Linked DNA regions of Pan troglodytes: region 1 is linked to region 2. Evidence: chromatin contacts called from public HiChIP or PLAC-seq data. All regions are on one chromosome and are shown on one strand. The core of a region is the stretch at or near the end of the contact, and the rest is flanking DNA. Distances in the headings are between cores, read along the strand shown. Region 1 holds the start of RRP8 (ribosomal RNA processing 8). Region 2 holds the start of SMPD1 (sphingomyelin phosphodiesterase 1).

Evidence for each region. HiChIP or PLAC-seq counts read pairs in DNA pulled down with a chosen protein or histone mark.
Region 1: a contact with region 2 is called in an H3K4me3 HiChIP or PLAC-seq map of stem cell-derived excitatory neurons, with 4 times the contacts expected there. The contact joins the promoter of RRP8 here to the promoter of SMPD1 in region 2. A contact is called at or near these places in 1 of 7 Hi-C or Micro-C datasets (stem cell-derived neural progenitor cells), 1 of 1 datasets of contacts at active chromatin or transcription factors (stem cell-derived excitatory neurons) and 1 of 1 other capture datasets (stem cell-derived neural stem cells).

The regions. Positions count from the first base shown.
Region 1 is chr9:10,749,745-10,755,865 of NHGRI_mPanTro3-v2.0_pri, forward strand. It overlaps RRP8 (ribosomal RNA processing 8), which reads right to left and starts at 2,668. Exons shown (of 8, transcript XR_008537959.2): 1 at 2,412-2,668; 2 at 871-1,234; 3 at 168-621; 4 at 1-74. ILK (integrin linked kinase) reads left to right here and starts at 3,250. Exons shown (of 10, transcript XM_054661992.2): 1 at 3,250-3,378. The coding sequence starts at 3,290. It overlaps LOC134807232 (a long non-coding RNA gene), which reads right to left. Exons shown (of 2, transcript XR_010147124.1): 2 at 5,312-6,121.
Region 2 is chr9:10,536,944-10,543,287 of NHGRI_mPanTro3-v2.0_pri, forward strand. SMPD1 (sphingomyelin phosphodiesterase 1) reads left to right here and starts at 1,652. Exons shown (of 6, transcript XM_508253.9): 1 at 1,652-2,255; 2 at 2,723-3,495; 3 at 4,602-4,773; 4 at 5,003-5,079; 5 at 5,282-5,427; 6 at 5,584-6,344. The coding sequence starts at 1,950. The coding sequence ends at 5,993. It overlaps LOC129136402 (a long non-coding RNA gene), which reads right to left and starts at 1,680. Exons shown (of 3, transcript XR_010147121.1): 1 at 1,458-1,680.

The DNA of each region.
Region 1 (6,121 bases), core at 1,418-3,917, 210 kb after region 2:
GCACAGGGTTCCGGATACTTGAAGCCAAGCGGCAATCCCCACAGCCGAAGTCAGCCACCACTAGGGATGCAGGCCTGAGAGTGGAAGGCAAGGGTCACATATTGGTCTGATCTGAGCCTATGACTGACCCACCACATGGCTTCTCACAGTCCCTGACCCCCATTCACCGCTGGCGAAGATCCCTGGCGATGCGGTCCACTGGCTGCAGTGGCCACTTCTTCACTTGGCTCTGGAAGCCGCGGTGGTAGAGAAGAAAAGCTTCAGGGTCTCCCTGGAAGAGACGCTGTGCAGCACTGCTGGGCCCTGAGTACAACTGTTCATTGAGGTAGCGAAATCGGGCCCCATCCAGCCGCTGTGCCATGCGGGCTCGCAAAGCCCCTGCCCGAGCCTCATGGCTGTCTGTCCTGGGAACAGGAGGCACCTCTGTCTTCTCTGTGGGGGCCTCAGCTGGGGCCTGGTCTGGCACCTGAGGTGGCTGAAACTTGTTCTTACATCTTCTCTTGTTCTTTTGCCGGTTCCGCCACTGCTTGCGGCTTAATGTATGAGGGGGTTTAGGGGAAGTGGACCCAGGGCTTTGCTTTGGTGGATCATTTGTAGTACTACCCTTCCAGGCTTTGGGACCTACAGGGAGGGAGATGGGAAGGTGCACATGAGGCAAGATCTCTTACATTCAGAGTCACGGCAAGTCATCCCAGCCATACCTCTGTCTTTGAGATCGTGACTGTGGCCTGCATAGAAGTACTTCTTATTGCCTGAGTACACCATTAGCCCCAATCCTAATGGCAGTGGATAATCACTCTTGTATGTAGAACCAGCTGACCCCCCGACACACACACACCAACACACACACATATACACATCCAATGGTACCTGTTTGGTCAACATTGTCCAGGTGCTGGGCTGAATTTATAGGGGCATGTTTCTGGCATTTCCTCTTTCCTTTCTCATCTTCAGCAGAGTCACTGCCAACAAGAGCCTGTTTGTGGCATTTCTTCTTCCTTTCTACTTCTTCCTCAGAGTCACTGCAAGGTGGGCCCTGTTTTTGACATTTCTTCTTCCCTTTCTTCCCTACTTCAGCAGAGGCACTGGCAAATGATGCCTTTTTGGGGCATTTCTTCTTCCTTTCCTCCTCCTCCTCCTCAGAGTCACTTATACATAGGCTGGGGGGATGCTGGGAAAGAGATGCTGCCTCTAGGGCCCGTAATGTGGCCAAGAGCTGGCGGCGCTTGGAGCCCTGGAGGAAAACAGGGGATGAGAGTGGGCCTAAAGAGAATGGATGAGGCCTGGAGAACAAGAAGGGAGAGATGTGGACCTGATTCAGACTGGCAGAAGCATCTGAATTCTTCCCAGTCAAGCCTGCCAGAACCCAGAAGAACTTTTATGTCACCACCCCAACTTCTGGGAAGCTGGAGAGCAGAGAAACCACCTATCCCACTTTCTTCAATGTGTAAATGAGCTAATGGAGGTTTCCCCAAAGGAAAATGCAAAGGCCACAAGCAACAAGACCAAGGCCAGAGACCAGGAATTCCAACCCTTCACCTTGAGCTTTTGCCTAGAGCTGATACATTTCTGTAAGAGGTAAGGAGGCTTCTGAACACAGGAGACACATGATCACACACGTATATTAAATATTTAACATGTCTCTAGCTGCAGTGTAGAAAACAAACTGAAGGGGAGAAATTGCAGACAGAGAGGCCAGCGGCTTGGACAATGGTAATGGGGCTAGGGGACGAAAAAGGAGGAAACAAAGCAGGCCGATTCCATGTTGGAGGCAGACTGAAGGGTAAGAAAAGCCTGAGGAAGCAGGGCCCTCACATCTGCAGAGGCTCAAAGGAGAAGATGTATTGTCGGGAAGGCTGATTCTGTGTTGCAGTCCTACCAGGTAATCCTAGGCCAGGCACTTACCCTGATTCTAAGTTTCCCACACCCTCCTTTGAACAATGATACTGACAACTCTTACTGTCTCCAATCCATCCTCCACACTGCAACCAACGACCCTTTCAAAATACAAATCTGAAGAAATAATTCCATTGCCTAAAACCTTTCATTGGCTTCTATTCTCAATATACGCAAAACTTCTACCTCTTGAACAGCATCCCCTTTCATTTACTATGTATTTCAACCACAAGGACCACTTGTGTTTGTGACCCTAACAGAACATGCTCTCTTGTCCCAGGGCCCTTGTACGTACTTTTTCCTGTCTGAAGAACCCTCTTCGCTTCACCAACTTCTACTCAACAACTCTCTCTGACCCAACGTCAGTTTCTTTTGGAAGTTCTCGGATCTTCAGATCAGGACTCGCCCTTAACGGTGCCACAGGTGTCCCTCCCCGCAATACACACAGCGCTGGGATCCACCAATGTCCGCTTCGCGGCCTGAAACAGCTCCCATCGCCCCTGCGAGTCACTCACCTTGTTTTGCGAGGAGGCCGCAGGCGGAGGTCGTGAGATTACGGGCCCAAGGCCCGCGGCTACTGGGGCCGCCTCGGCCCACTCAGGCTCTTCGAACATGAGGGTCGGGAGGGCAGGGTCGCCGAGTCCCCGCTCTTCTCCACGTGCACAGCGCTCCTCTGGAAGTCGGAGCGCTCAGACCTGCCAGAACCGACCCGGAAACCAAAGCGTGACGGCCAGGGGTTGCTAGAGCGGCCGGCGCGGCGCAGCGAACCATCGAGTTTAGCCAGGCGCGGCTAGAAGGGCAGGGAGGCGGTGGGAGGGGAGGGACGGAGGCCCGCGCTGCCCAAGAGCGCCACGGGCGGGGCGGGGCGGGGCGGGGCCGGCGGCGGGCTGCGGGCGCGGCCGGACGGGAGTTCCCCGGAGAAGGATCCTGCAGCCCGAGTCCCGGTGAGTGCGAGAGGACCCGCGCCCCCTGTTACCCCTCACTTCTCCTGAGTTCCAAGTAAGGAACGGAGCCAACCCTGGGGAGGACCCCCGGTCCCCTCTCCCAGAGTATACGGAGCCTGAACCTCCCCACTTCCCCCAACTCTGTTCGCCGATCGGGTCTAGTTGCCTGCTCTCGGACATCCGTTCAGCAGACACGACCTCTTCGTCACCCCCTGCCCACCCTGACCCGCCTTTACCTCGCGTCTAGAGGACACAGCCAGGGATCATCCCGCAGCCCCGAACTCCTTCACAGACCCCCACTAGCCGGGGACGCAGCTCAGGCCCCCTACCCCCAACACAAACACTTCTCTCCTGTAGAGGATAAAGCTTGGGGTTCATCCTCCTTCCCTGGATCACTCCACAGTCCTCAGGCTTCCCCAATCCAGGGGACTCGGCGCCGGGACGCTGCTATGGACGACATTTTCACTCAGTGCCGGGAGGGCAACGCCGTCGCCGTTCGCCTGTGGCTGGACAACACGGAGAACGACCTCAACCAGGGGTGAGCCGAAACGGTTGGTGGATGAGAGGAAGGCTAGAGATCTGGCTACGTGGAGTGGAGTGCTCATGTCTGGTGGTGGCGGCTGCCTTTGCTAGCCAGTGTAATGAGTGCTAAGCATAGCCTGTGGCGGGCAGAGGGTTTTCACAGAGGACGCAGTTTGAGCTGAATCTTGACTGCAGAATAAGAGTTTCACAGGCAGAGGCTACAGAGAGCTTTCCAGCCTCAGTAGACTGCATGGCCAAAGGCTAGGGGGCAAGGCACAGAGCAGAGAGAACAGGAAATTGTCTGGAGTTCCATATGGCTGGAGGATAGATGATCTCTGTGGGTCGGAGCATTGGGTACAAGAGGAAAAGAACAGGACATAAGACTGTAGAGGTCTCCAAGGATCAGCCAGATCATGCAAGCATATTTAGGCTATAAGAAGGTCTTTATTTTAAAAGCAAGGTTTTAAAGCTGTATAGTGACATAATGAGATTGTCCATTTTTCAGTATCATCTTGGATGCTTTGTGAAGAGCAGGTGGAAAGGAGGCAATTGCCTAGTTCATCGTAGAAGTAATGATGTCTTGGACTAGAATTAGGGTGAGTGAAAAAGAGAAGTGATCAAATTCCAGAAGTCTTTAGGACGAAGAATTGTGGAACTTGGTGTGGGGAGTGAGTAGGGGCAAGGATGAGGACCGGGGTTCTGGCTTGGGAACTTGGTTGTTTTTACTGAGATGGAGAAAACTGGAGGATGAGGCATTTTATTCTGGACATGTTAAAGTTAAGGTGACAATGCAGCAAGGTGGAAATGTTGAGTGTGTTGTTGGTTATGCAGATTTGCAATTCAGGGGAGGAACCTGACTTGGAGACACAGATTTGAGAGCTATCAGCATATAGATAGCATATATATATCATATATATAGATGATACTTGAAGACATGGTTGTGAAGGAGAATGTCTCAGGAGAGTGGAAGGCAAGAGGTCAGGGGACAGGAAGCCTGCACGACAGAAAAGGAGCAACTGGAAGTTGAAAAAGAAATAGGAAAATGTGTGAGTAAAGCTTACAGAAGAGAATGTTTTAATGAAGGGGAGGTGGTCAACAGCAGTACAGGCTACTGAGAGATCAAAGAACATTAATATTTTAAAGTAGCCATTGAATTTACAGTTGGGTTTTTTTTTTTTAAGTTAAGGGGTACATGTGCAGGTTTGTTGGATGGGTAAACTCGTGTTATGGAGGTTTGTTGTGCAGATCATTTCATCACCCAGGTATTAAGCCATAGTACCCATTAGTTATTTTTCCTGATCCTCTCCCTCTTCCTATCCACCCCACTCTGGTAGGCCCCAGTGTCTGTTGTTCCCCTCAATGTGCAGTTAGGATGTATTTGACCATCTGTGAGTGTTGTTTCAGAATAATGGGTGAAGAAATCAGACTACATTGGGTTCCTTAATTTAAGGCACTATGATGAACACCTTCTGTGCTGGGTGCTAGAGTCCAGAATCTGACATAATCTCTGCTCTCAATACAGCAGATTTGTGGCAGATTGAAAAGTAGGCCGGGTGCGGTGGCTCATGCCTGTAATCCCAGCACTTTGGGAGGCCGAGGCTGGTGGATCACGAGGTCAGGAGTTCGAGACCAGCCTGACCAACATGGTGAAACCCTGTCTCTACTAAAAATACAAAAATTAGCCAGGCGTGGTGGCGTGCGCCTGTAATCCCAGCTACTCGGAGGCTGAGGCAGGAGAACTGCTTGAACCCGGGAAGCAGAGGCTGCAGTGAGCCAAGATCATGCCACTGCCCTCCAGCCTGGGCCACAGAGCAAGACTCTGTCTTAAAACAGAAAAAGAAAACGAAAGTTGAGAGGTGAGCAAATAGTGAAAGTGAATGTACACCAGTTCTACAAGGTTGGCTGAGATAGGAAGGCAAGAAGAGCAGTAGTGATGGTGACTCAGAGTGGCAAATTCAAATTCTTTATTTTTTAAAATTGGTGGAGTTTAGTTTTTAGGTTTGACAGGTCAGGATCACCTGTCATCTTAGTCTAGACTTCACTGGTTCCCATTAGGTTCTACACTATTTCTCTTTAATACTTTGCAAAGTCATTTGTTCCATTTTTCATATAATTCTCAAAGGGTACCCTGATAAAGACAGTAAGCACTGTTACTGTTTTGTTGGTGAGGAAATACAGGCTTAGGCAGTTGCCCAGTGGGCCTAACATCTAGGAAGACTCTAGCTGGGTCTAGGAAGACTCTAGGAAGATGCTGCCAGAAGGAAAAGGGGTGGAATTAATGAAACTGGAAGGTTGTGGTGCTGGTTTGAGGAGTAAAGTATGGGGGCCTAAGTTGGCTATATGCTGGATATGAAGAGGGGGTTAATTCCTTGCAGGTCTTCTTGAGATAGAAGTCCAGGCCCTGAGGTGGCAGGCAGCCTGAGAGTGAACAGAACCCTTGTGCCCATACTTTTGCCCCCCGAGTTTGGCCTGCCCTGGCGCCACAGGCAGTACTGGAAGCTGATAAGTCAGGGCACAAATTAAAGGTCTAGGAGGCAAGACCAACTGATAAACAGGGGGCGTAATGCTTCCTGGGGATAATCCCATCTCAAGGAAAAGCTTTTGGCTATTTCTGTGTTAGCAGATGCGAGCAAGTTGTGGAGGAAAATGATTAACTTAAAGGCCACACCCCCCAACCCCTTCAGCTGTACGGGCATCTGGATGGCCAGACCCCTGATCAGCTCCAGGCCTTGCCTAGAGTCGCACACAGGAAGTGACCA
Region 2 (6,344 bases), core at 402-2,901:
GGACTGCGACCCAGGACACACTTGCAAGTTGTCTTGGGGGAGCACTCTGGACAACAAAAGAGAGGCTCATATTTTCAAAGAAAGAAAGATGAATTAGGAGAGGAAGTGAATACAAAAGTTGTTCATCAGGAATTCTCATTGTTTACAGAAGTAACACCGGTTATACATTGTTTAGCGCTTGGCTATACATTGTTGAACTATAAGGTGTATGGCATTTAATGGCTACTTGGCATAGCAAGTGGTTTCAAGAGATAATTACTTAGCTCAAAGAAGAGTGAGAGTGACTGTTGCTACATTTTAAATGCCTGTCTGGGCCTGATAATTTAAAGGGGCTCATCTTCCTTAGATAAAAAGGTTTTGTTTTGTTTTGTTTTTCATAGTACATAATCTTTAAAATGCATGCTAATTATTACTGTGAGTACTCTATCTGAGATGATGTCCCCAGAACTGGGGGAAAAAAACACTTGTAAAAAATTATCAAAGGAAAGAACTGACAGGACTTGATAGCTCTGAGGATCCCTCAGAAGCACTCGTCAAACAGCTTAGGGTTTAATTGCTATTCTGCCACTTAACTTCTTTGTGCCTCATCCTATCTGTAAAGGGGGGTAATAATAGTATTTGTAGGGACCAAGGGAAACTTTCCCTTCGCCCTCTGAAATTCTGCTGAAAAATCAACCCACAAAAAACAGATTAATTGAAGAAAAGGCATAGAAATTTTATTAATGTGTCCACGGGGAACCACAGAGTGACTACCCACTTCCCAAACGAGTTCAGAAGCTTATGTGTCATTCAGGCAAAGCGGGTTATGGGAGTGAGGGGAAGAGGAATTCTGCTGAGGGAGAAGGAATGGATCAGGGAACAGATTAACTAGTACATTATCATGTGAAAGGGTCTGTTCAGGTGTGATTATATTCTTGGTTTTATAGGGAGGGGAAGAAAAAAACAGTTGTTCCTTCTGATGGGTCTGGACGCTTGGTAACGGCTTTGGGAGAAAGGGGGCGGGAGTAGGAAGGTCAGACAGACCTTAAGGCTTAACTTAGTAAGTCAAACCACCATATTTTGGGTATGGATTTCTGAGCCCCAATATAATAGGTACTTCTTAGGGTTGTTGTGAGAATTGAAGATTATTAATTATAAAGTGCCTGGGTTGGTGCTTGGCACATCGTAAACAACTCCATAAATGCTCGCTTTTACTGTCGTGGATACACGGAGGTGGGAGACCCAATTGGGTTCCAGCCCATGTTATTGGCCCCCATGGCTATATGGTCTTTACGGCTTCCTAGTCTCTTCACCATCTCTAAGGTTTGTTTCCTCATCTGAATCACAGGTGAGTGATTCTCAGGGTGACTCAAGAGGGCTGGTGCCAGTGGCAGAGCAAGGGAAATCGAGGGAAGGCGCCTTCGTGTCAGAGGCAACACACCCAGTGGGAGGATCCTGCCGGCCCTGCTCTCTCCTACCTTCCCTTCCCGGGCTCAACGCTGGGGTCGGTCTGGCAGCTATTCCGGGAATCTGAGCGCAGATTCTGACAAAGGAGACGTCTTCCACCGACCACATCACGTGGAGCTCCAAAGCACGAGCACGGCCTCCCGCGGCTGTGACCTCAAGGCGGAGCCCCTGGTGACCTCAGGGAGAGTCCCCACCCCCGCAGCCCGTGCGCCCGGGGCAGGGCGGGGGCAGGGAGAGGGGGCGGAATCGGGGCGGTCCCGGGAGCGCCCCGCCCGCTCCGCCTCCGCAGCGTTGACAGCTGCCCGCCACCGAGAGATCAGCTGTTAGAGATCAGAGGAAGAGGAAGGGGCGGAGCTGCTTTGCGGCCGGCAGCGGAGCAGTCAGCCGACTACAGAGAAGGGTAATCGGGTGTCCCCAGCGCCGCCCGGGGCCCTGAGGGCTGGCTAGGGTCCAGGCCGGTGGGGACGGGACAGACGAACCAGCCCCGTGTAGGAAGCCCGACAATGCCCCGCTACGGAGCGTCACTCCGCCAGAGCTGCCCCAGGTCCGGCCGGGAACAGGGACAAGACGGGACCGCCAGAGCCCCCGGACTCCTTTGGATGGGCCTGGTACTGGCGCTGGCGCTGGCGCTGGCTCTGTCTGACTCTCGGGTTCTCTGGGCTCCGGCAGAGGCTCACCCTGTTTCTCCCCAAGGCCATCCTGCCAGGTTACATCGCATAGTGCCCCGGCTCCGAGATGTCTTTGGGTGGGGGAACCTCACCTGCCCAGTCTGCAAAGGTCTATTCACCGCCATCAACCTCGGGCTGAAGGTGAGCACTGAAGGGGCTGCAGTGGAGGAGGCCGAAAGGAGTGCTGGGGCTGGGGGCTGGGTCTGATGCTGGTGCGCTGGGCTCAGAACGCATCCCTGATGGAGAGGGTGGCATCTACAATCCATCACTGAGTTTGCTCCCCTTTGGGGACACCCATGGCTACATGCCACCATCACCCCATTGTGACCTTTGTGAAGTAAGAAAATAATGCAGACAGTGCCTGAGGAAGTCAGCTTGCCAAGCAAAGGCCTCATGCCACAGGCCGCTGAGCTAAAGAAGAAGCGATGGCCTGGCGCTGCCTGAGTTACAGGGCAATATCTGGAAGGCAAAGGTGTGCACTGAGCTTGGTGCACTGAGTCCTGCCCAGCCCCAGTTTGGAAATGGAGGCCCAAGGGGTGGTGGCCAGGGGTTGGCCTTGTTCCTCTGCTCTGCCTCTGATTTCTCACCATGCGCTCCTCCCACTGCAGAAGGAACCCAATGTGGCTCGCGTGGGCTCCGTGGCCATCAAGCTGTGCAATCTGCTGAAGATAGCACCACCTGCCGTGTGCCAATCCATTGTCCACCTCTTTGAGGATGACATGGTGGAGGTGTGGAGACGCTCAGTGCTGAGCCCATCTGAGGCCTGTGGCCTGCTCCTGGGCTCCACCTGTGGGCACTGGGACATTTTCTCATCTTGGAACATCTCTTTGCCTACTGTGCCGAAGCCGCCCCCCAAACCTCCTAGCCCCCCAGCCCCAGGCGCCCCTGTCAGCCGCATCCTCTTCCTCACTGACCTGCACTGGGATCATGACTACCTGGAGGGCATGGACCCTGACTGTGCAGACCCACTGTGTTGCCGCCGGGGTTCTGGCCTGCCGCCCGCGTCCCGGCCAGGTGCCGGATACTGGGGCGAATACAGCAAGTGTGACCTGCCCCTGAGGACCCTGGAGAGCCTGTTGAGTGGGCTGGGCCCAGCCGGCCCTTTTGATATGGTGTACTGGACAGGAGACATCCCCGCACATGATGTCTGGCACCAGACTCGTCAGGACCAACTGCGGGCCCTGACCACTGTCACAGCACTTGTGAGGAAGTTCCTGGGGCCAGTGCCAGTGTACCCTGCTGTGGGTAACCATGAAAGCACACCTGTCAATAGCTTCCCTCCCCCCTTCATTGAGGGCAACCACTCCTCCCGCTGGCTCTATGAAGCGATGGCCAAGGCTTGGGAGCCCTGGCTGCCTGCTGAAGCCCTGCGCACCCTCAGGTACTTATCGTCCATGGAAACCCAGGAAGGGAAAAGAAAGGTGAATGAAAGTGAAGGGAAAAGGGAACCTGGGGCATTGTCTCTGATTGCTCTAGCATGAGTCCTTAGTGCTCTTCATTTGGCTCCCCTAATCTGACTCCTCCTTCCCTTTCTACTCTTTTGCCACACCAGGCTATTTTTTTTTTTTTTTAATTTTAGTTTAGTTTTTGTAGAGAGAAGATCTTGCTATGTTGCCCAGGCTGGTCTCAAACACCTAACCTCAAGCAATCCTCCCGCCTCGGCCTCCCAAAATGCTGGGACCACAGGCATCAGCTACTGCTCCTGGCCCTCTTTTTTTTTTTTTTTTTTGAGATGGAATCTTGCTCTGTTGCCCAGGCTGGAGTGCAGTGGCACCATCTCAGCTCACTACAGCTTCCACCTCCTGGGTTCAAGCAATTCTGCCTCAGCCTCCCAAGTACCTGGGACTACAGGTGCACGCCACCACACCCAGCTAATTTTTGTATTTTTAGTAGAGATGGGGTTTCACCATGTTGGCCAAGATGGTCTTGATCTCCTGACCTCATGATCTGCCCACCTCGGCCTCCCAAAGTGCTGGGATCACAGGCATGAGCCACTGCACCCGGCTTTCCAGCCCTCCCTTTCTACTCTTATCTTCACCACCCTACTTCAAAGGTCTGGCAGCATAACCTCTCTATGCCCCAGCTGTGTCTTTGCTCATGTTGGCCCTCTGGAAATGATTTCCCCCTTTTTTTTAAGTGCTCCAGTTTTTCCCACCTTATCCATCCCATGTCATCTTCCCTCTGTGTGGTCCTTGCTTCCCATTCTAGCTAACTCTTATCCCTCCCATGTCATCTTCCCTCTGTGTGGTCCTTGCTTCCCATTCTAGCTAACTCTTATCCCTCCCCCATACTCCTGGAGCCCTCTGCCCTCGGAGTCTTTTGTGTCACACAGACCCAATAATTAGAACTGTTTGGTCTCTGGCTAGACTGTGAGCTCCTTGCAGGTGGGGAAGATGTCATGTATGCTTTTACCCTCCACCCAAATGCCCAGCACAGGAGGACCAGGATTGGAACAAGTGTTGACCTCTCCTGTTTACTTTGTTTCAGAATTGGGGGGTTCTATGCTCTCTCCCCATACCCCGGTCTCCGCCTCATCTCTCTCAATATGAATTTTTGTTCCCGTGAGAACTTCTGGCTCTTGATCAACTCCACGGATCCCGCAGGACAGCTCCAGTGGCTGGTGGGGGAGCTTCAGGCTGCTGAGGATCGAGGAGACAAAGTGAGGGCCAGTAGTGGGAACACGGTGGTGCTGGGGGACAAGCAGGCTTCTGTTGAGCTGGAGCACCTCTGGGCACAGAAGTTTGATTTTCCTGGCATTCCCAACAAGTGTTCCCTGGGGATTCAGCTCATGGTCACTGTTGAAAGCCTTCATTCAGTCCCCCTTTCTCTAGCCAGGGCTGCCTGGACCCCTGGATGCCCTGATTACCATCCTTAATTCTCCTTACTAGGTGCATATAATTGGCCACATTCCCCCAGGGCACTGTCTGAAGAGCTGGAGCTGGAATTATTACCGAATTGTAGCCAGGTAGGACGGAGATGAGGGTGGGAATAGGGACAGGGTGAGTGTCTGAAGGCTGAAAATTGCCTTGAGCATCTCACCATCCCTGTTGTCCCATGGAGTGGGGAGGCTCCTCACTAGAACAGGTTGGAGAAAGAGGGCATCCTATCTCCCCAGATGTCTTCCTACCCCTCCCTAGAATCTTCTGAATGTAGTACCTTCTGGCCAGGTATGAGAACACCCTGGCTGCTCAGTTCTTTGGCCACACTCATGTGGATGAATTTGAGGTCTTCTATGATGAAGAGACTCTGAGCCGGCCGCTGGCTGTAGCCTTCCTGGCACCCAGTGCAACTACCTACATCGGCCTTAATCCTGGTGAGTGAGGCAGAAGGGAGCCTCCCTTATCCTGGAGTTGGTGGGATAGAGGAAGGAGGTTGGAGCCAGAGCCTGCAAAGCATGGGCAGGATGTGTGGCCCCTCCCTGGAGTTACCCTTGCTCCTTTCCCCTCCAGTCAGCCCCACTTCCTTGCAGGTTACCGTGTGTACCACATAGACGGAAACTACTCTGGGAGCTCTCACGTGGTCCTGGACCATGAGACCTACATCCTGAATCTGACCCAGGCAAACACACCGGGAGCCATACCGCACTGGCAGCTTCTCTACAGGGCTCGAGAAACCTATGGGCTGCCCAACACACTGCCTACCGCCTGGCACAACCTGGTATATCGCATGCGGGGCGACATGCAACTTTTCCAGACCTTCTGGTTTCTCTACCATAAGGGCCACCCACCCTCGGAGCCCTGTGGCACGCCCTGCCGTCTGGCTACTCTTTGTGCCCAGCTCTCTGCCCGTGCTGACAGCCCTGCTCTGTGCCGCCACCTGATGCCAGATGGGAGCCTCCCAGAGGCCCAGAGCCTGTGGCCAAGGCCACTGTTTTGCTAGGGCCCCAGGGCCCACATTTGGGAAAGTTCTTGATGTAGGAAAGGATGAAAAAGCCCAAATGCTGCTGTGGTTCAACCAGGCAAGATCATCCGGTGAAAGAACCAGTCCCTGGGCCCCAAGGATGCCAGGGAAACAGGACCTTCTCCTTTCCTGGAGCTGGTTTAGCTGGATATGGGAGGGGGTTTGGCTGCCTATGCCCAGGAGCTAGACTGCCTTGAGGCTGCTGTCCTTTCACAGCCATGGAGTAGAGGCCTAAGTTGACACTGCCCTGGGCAGACAAGACAGGAGCTGTCGCCCCAGGCCTGTGCTGCCCAGCCAGGAACCCTGTACTGCTGCTGCGACCTGATGCCG